2 separate regions of the Mus musculus genome follow, and region 1 is linked to region 2. A link is a contact called in public promoter capture Hi-C data. All regions are on one chromosome and are shown on one strand. The core of a region is the stretch at or near the end of the contact, and the rest is flanking DNA. Distances in the headings are between cores, read along the strand shown.

What was found. Promoter capture Hi-C pulls out the DNA fragments that hold promoters and counts their contacts.
Region 1: a contact with region 2 is called in a promoter capture Hi-C map of 3T3-L1-derived adipocytes, with 12 times the contacts expected there. The contact joins the promoter of Dennd2c here to the promoter of A230001M10Rik in region 2. A contact is called at or near these places in 7 of 39 promoter capture datasets (the 3T3-L1 cell line, 3T3-L1-derived adipocytes, frontonasal cranial neural crest and 3 more) and 1 of 115 datasets of contacts at active chromatin or transcription factors (trophoblast stem cells).

The regions. Positions count from the first base shown.
Region 1 is chr3:103,101,275-103,104,220 of GRCm38.p6, reverse strand. It overlaps Dennd2c (DENN/MADD domain containing 2C), which reads right to left and starts at 1,562. Exons shown (of 19, transcript NM_001384113.1): 1 at 1,483-1,562.
Region 2 is chr3:102,260,967-102,264,027 of GRCm38.p6, reverse strand. It overlaps A230001M10Rik (RIKEN cDNA A230001M10 gene), which reads right to left and starts at 1,623. Exons shown (of 4, transcript NR_040391.1): 1 at 1,149-1,623.

The DNA.
Region 1 (2,946 bases), core at 313-2,812, 840 kb before region 2:
TCTGAGTCCCTTCTTGCACCTCTCTTATGCTGAGTGGGATGGGACCACCACCATACCCAGTTATGAAGTACTGGGATTGAACCCAGGATTCTTTGCACGTTGGTGACAAACATGCCCTAATTTTAAATTTTAAATAAGAAAAGGAAAGAAATTGCCTACTGTTCTCAATCAAAAACACTGATATTTCTGCATCTAAAAAAAGTCAATTGCCACATTTAACAGACTAACAAGAGGCCTTGAGACACAATTACTACAGTTGCTGGTTTCTGTCTTTGAAAATACTCCAGATCACTCTTACGTATCCCTAGTAGAAACCTCATGGTTACAGACTGCTATTCCTTTTTAAATTTCCCATCTCTCCCTAAAATACACACACACACACACACACACACACACACACACACACACACACAAGTAGAGAACACAAATGTCTATAATAAAAACTGTACAAATGCCACAGCCACACATTAACTTTGTTTTAGAGAACTCAGATCTTTTTATAAGCAGCCCCTGAATTTGCAAAATAAAAGTCTTGTTTTGAGGCAGTACTCTCAGCTCACTTTATGAAATACCTTCAGCTAATCTAAGGCAAAGTAACAGATTTTCTGATTGGTACAAGCTTCATGGTAAATGATTGCACTACGGTATACAGATAGCATGCTATTTTAGAAAATGTCATGACTCAGTTAAGAATAGCTCTGCTCTTCAAACAATGGTGATTATGTGGAAATGACGCTTAGATAACTTATTTACATAGTAAACAGAAGTTAGAACTTTCTCTAACAATACAGGCGAATCAGTAGTAGCTTTGGGATAAAGGTTTACCAGGGTGCCTACTGTACTAGGCACTTAGTAGTTTTACAAACTACACATGCTCCGGGGTGCATGTGTGTGTGTATCAAACAACAATGCCTGACATTTGTAGAACACTGTCATTCCTCTCAGAACATGAGAACCCATGAGCGTCCCAGTTTTGCACTCCGGGGACACACACCTCTTAGAGTTAACCCTGACGGAGGTGTGACGGTTTGTTTGCGGCTCTGAGCTCCAGAGCGAAGCCTTTTGACTCACAATCTAATCATCATCTTCTCTCCTGGTTACTCCACAGTCCTACTCCAGTCCCACTGTAGGAATTTTATCTTAAAAAACTACTTGACGACTTCCTCTATCGTGCCTGCCCCGTAGTTCCGAAGCAAAGCGCGCGAACACACGCTTTACCGCTTGTCTGAAGTGCTCCGTCCGGGCACGTCCAAGTTCAAGACCGCCTGATAGGCGCGTTTCCTCGCGGCGGCGAGCGCCTGGGCTCCCCGGCCCTGCACCCCCGACCGCGCCCGCGGCTCGCAGGCTGACACCCGCCTTCCCCTGGCCCGAGGTACCCAGCTCTCGGCTGACCACGAACACACGGGACGCCATGGGGCGACGCCAACAGCTGAGCGGCAGAGGCCCCATGGCCCCACTCCCTCGCTGCATCCCGTCGCCTACCTGCCTGGGCCGCGACGCCGCCTCGCGCAGGGATCCCAGACTCGCGTCGGTGGCCTCTGGGATCCAGCGCCCACATCTTCGTCCCGCCCCCACAGGTTCCGCAGTCCCCGCCCTCCAGGCTAAGACACGCCCTCTTTTGCCTGGGCACGCCCCCGAGCTCACCCAGTAAGGCTCTGTCCTTCCAGGGCTCTCCTCAAGGCTCGGAACCCACGCCAGGCGGTCTCTCCGCCCCCAGCGCTGGGGTACCAGTGTGCGCTGCACCGCGCTGGTTCCACGGTGCAGCCCCTGCCCAGGCCTGGAGCCAAAGCTCTATCTCCGGATCTACGGTCTGTGCGACTACACGAGACAGACCTTTACAGCAAGGCAGAGCCTAGTAGAACCAGAGGAGCCAAACAGCAACTTCTTTAAGAAAACCCCAAAGCAGCTCAGGGAGCAAACATTCATCGGGAATGCCAGCTAGTAAAGAGATGCCAATAACGCACCTGGCCCCGGGTTTGGAATCACAAGCCGGATGCCTTTGGTGCCTAGTCCGGGTGCCGACTGGGTTGCCACACCCACTTGAGACTCACGCTTAAATTCTCCCTACCACACGATCTTGCTCAGGTATGCACATGGCTCTGTGCCTGCTGCAAGAATAGCCCAGTTTCACTCTGCGAGACTGGGATGAGTGGAACCTATTTCCCAGCACGATCTAACTGCCCCACCTCACCGCGCCCCGCCCCACTCCACCCCACCCACTCCATCCGACCTTGTGTCTGGTAACCAAACTTCCCTGGCTTGTTCACACAGAGGTACCAAAATAGAAGACTGCCACAGAGAGGTGTTTAATTACACATCGCGGATGACTGTCACCAGCCAACTCAACCAAGACTTGGAAAAAAAAAAAAAAGTCCCAATCCCTTGTGAAGCTATGAGGTGGGGACATGAGGTGGGGACAGTAAAAGGATTACTTTCTACCTGAGGGAGAAGTATTGACAATTCCTTTAAAATACTCCAGTGAGGAAATAAATGTAAATATGGTTTGGAATACATTGCAAACTCCATTGATCCCTTACCTAATGTGTATGTCTTTAAATGTAGACATGTGTGTTCTTTATTATTTTTCAAACTTCTTATCCTCCTACCCCTGCTTCTGGGGTGCAAGCATAGTCCTGAGCCAACACAAGTGGCATTTAATCTAGTCTGTTTGGAAAGTATCACAGATAGTTGTACAAGGTGAAATTCGGGACTAAAACAGCGTTTTTAAGATTTACATTTTGAAGTTTGCATCCACGAAGATTCTTTAGCAGGATGAAGATTTGAATTCCAAGATGAACGTTAATTAACATGCATGTGTTCTACTGCCCTCTCATGGGTAGGATGGAGCTACACCTAATGGTGAGAGGTGTCCTTTAAGTCTGAAGATAATACATAGTAATTTGTATTATTTTAGTGACTAGGAAGCCAACATGAAATAAAATCAGG
Region 2 (3,061 bases), core at 374-2,873:
TACACACACATACACACACATGTTTCTCTCTCTCTCTCTCTCTCTCTCTCTCTCTCTCTCTCTCTCTCTCTCTCTCTCTCCTACTCTTCAGATGTAACTATGCCCCTGGCCTAAGGCGACCAACGAGCTGGCATTAGAGCAGGCTTTTAAAGACTGGCTTGGACTGGCAGATAAGTAGGTGTATGTAAAGCATCCTGGCCAAGCATAAGTAACCACAGAAGTAGGGGAGCCTGGGCCGAGGACTCATTAGAGGGAGCCTTTGCATCTGACGAAAGGGTGGGAAGGAACATCCTGAAGATACAGCGCGCAGTAATGGAAAATACACACAGCGTCCATTCCCAGAAAGCACAGTGCTCTGTTGACCACAAAGACACTGGCGTCAGGTCAAATGCTTCCCAGCTCTCCCCCTTGGGTTAATGCTAACTTATCCCCCAAGGGTTTCTGGGAGGTCTCCTTCCCCTTGTACATCTCCTTCCTGTTTCAGTTTTCCACGCCCAAGCCTTGCCTTTACCTCCTGCTGCTTTCTTGAAGTCTGCTGCCAAGTTCCCGGCCTCCCTCAGAGGTGTGCTGTCCACAATGAGCAGTTTCTGCAAGTCAGCTAAGTCCTCTAGTCTCTTCTGCTGAACGGTCATCTCGACCTACGGTTATCCATCATTACCCTGAGACACCTGGACTATAAAGAGAGTAAAGGAAGGAAGGAAGTGTGTGTCTGTCTGTGTCTCTATATGTCTCTCTGTGTGTGTATGTGCATGTCTGTCTGTCTGACTGACTGTCTGTCTGTCTTGGGGTGAATTTGATCATGAAGGGCTTCAGAGCCAGGGAAGGATCTGATACATGCTCTTCACTGTGGTGGCGGGGGGGGGGGGGGGGGCGGCAGGGAGAACCAGCCATGTTCACAACCTTCTGGGATTACAGGTGCGCACATCACCTCTTAAGGTTTCCAACACCTCAGAATTACCACACAGGGTCCAAGTCTGCAGAGCATGCCCCTGGACAATAACCCTCAGGCACCCAGACAGGAAACCTGACTGCAGGATTCTGAAAGCCGCCTTCACTGAGAGCTCATGTCAACAGCTGGTCAAACAGCATCACCGGCTTAGCTGACAACGTACTAAGGAGCCCACATTCTTCCCCTCACACCCCCTTACCTGTGAGCACTTCCACTTGGAAGCAGTCCAGCTGTTGCTGCGGCCAGATGGCTCTGAGATGCGTGCTGAGGCACATCTGAGAGGCAACATCTGGAGAGCTTGGGATCTCATCTTTTTTGCTAAAAATGTGCCCGAGGGAGGGGAAGCTTCAGGAAGAAAAATGCAACGCTTTGGTGACTGACTGTTGTGAGGAGAATGAGGCGTCAGAGTTTTTCTGCCTTGATTAAAACTTCTGCGGAACAAAGAAAAAAATCCACCTAAAATCCTAATTGAAACCTGCTTAATACCACAGATAATGGCAAAGGCTCTTGAGTCCTGTTAGGGAGATGCCATTCCTTGTCCTGACACGGGTGATCACAAGCTTCAGTGTCTTTAGTGCAGGCTTATGAAGAGGCTGGACCACTTGTAATGTCTGTGTTGAAATCATCTGTCCAGCAGTGATGACAGGTGACAGCAGCCCTCCGTGAGTATATCTGACCAGTAAATTTGGGACAAATAACCGTTCTACCTTGTGACAAGCCTGGATGAGATAATGCACAAGAGAGATTTGCAAAACAAAGAGCGCTTTGTAGGCTGGAAAGCGATACATGAATACATCATCTGATAAATACAGACCATTTGGGCAGAAGCCACTGTACAGAAAACTGACTTCACTGGACAGAAAGTTGCCGTGAAGTCCAGCAAAGGGGAGATGATTCTCTCTGGAACCCCAACACGCACAGGGTTATTCTTTTCCGAGGTAAAGGGTCGACTTGCATTACAGACCTTGACTGAGAAGTGAAGGCAGCTCTAGTTTTTCCTAACTTTGAAATCATTCTTTGTAGACCATTGTCCTAATTGGAGACTTCCTTCCTCATTACAGGCTCTAGACTCTCTGGAAGCCACAAAGGGTCAATGCATTCTTCTGCAGAGGCATCTCTGAGAGTAGACTAGATAATATGCATTTACCAGTCCTTGAAAATTTGTTTATTAATGAACAAATAGATGTGCTTCACTTTTTTATACATCTCTATATTTCCATTTGTGCAATACAATTTATTATCTTTGCTATGCAACAATCTGCTCCAAAGCTTAATCACCCAACATAATGATTCATTACTTTCCTGTGTCTGTGGCCTGACTGGGCAGCTCTGCTGTCCTGGCACTGGACCACTGACATGGCTGCAGCCCGCTGAGGCTGCACCAATAGCTCAGCCTGCAGCTGAACCTTTAACCACACAGCCTTCGTTTATAAGAAAGAGGACTATCTTCCTTCTGTGACCACAGATGATCTAAGGCAAACCTCCATAGCCCAGTCTTACCGAGCTGATGCCTGCCTGTGTGGAATTTACTGATATTCCTGCAGCCACCACAGGTTACAAGCTGGAGCCCAAAGCTAATGACAAGAAACTAACCAGGAAATGTGAGTGTTGGCAGCCCTGGTGTGATCATCTGCAGCACTGTGCTTCATTTACTGTAAACACATCCAACAGGATCATAAGGCCAATGAGATAGGATGGCACAGTGGGTAGAGGCACTCAGACCTAGTGACCTGAGCTGTATCCCAGGATTCCACCAGGTAGCAGAAGAGAACTGAGTCCTGAGAATTGTCCTCTGACTTCAAATGTGCACCTGCATTCAACACACAAACACACACCAAAGCATCTACACACACGACGTACATACATACACACTCATACAGAGCACCTGCACACACATGCTATACACACACACACAAACACACACGAGCACCTGTACACACATGGTCTATACACATGATGTACACATACACAAATAAATAAAATTGAAAAGGATTACAGAATCAATTCTACGGTCCTAATATTTTCTGTTATTTCTGTTGTACATTAAAGCCTCAGTTTATGGGGGGTTGGAGAGGTGGCTAAGCAGTTAAGACTATTTCCTGTTCTTCCAAA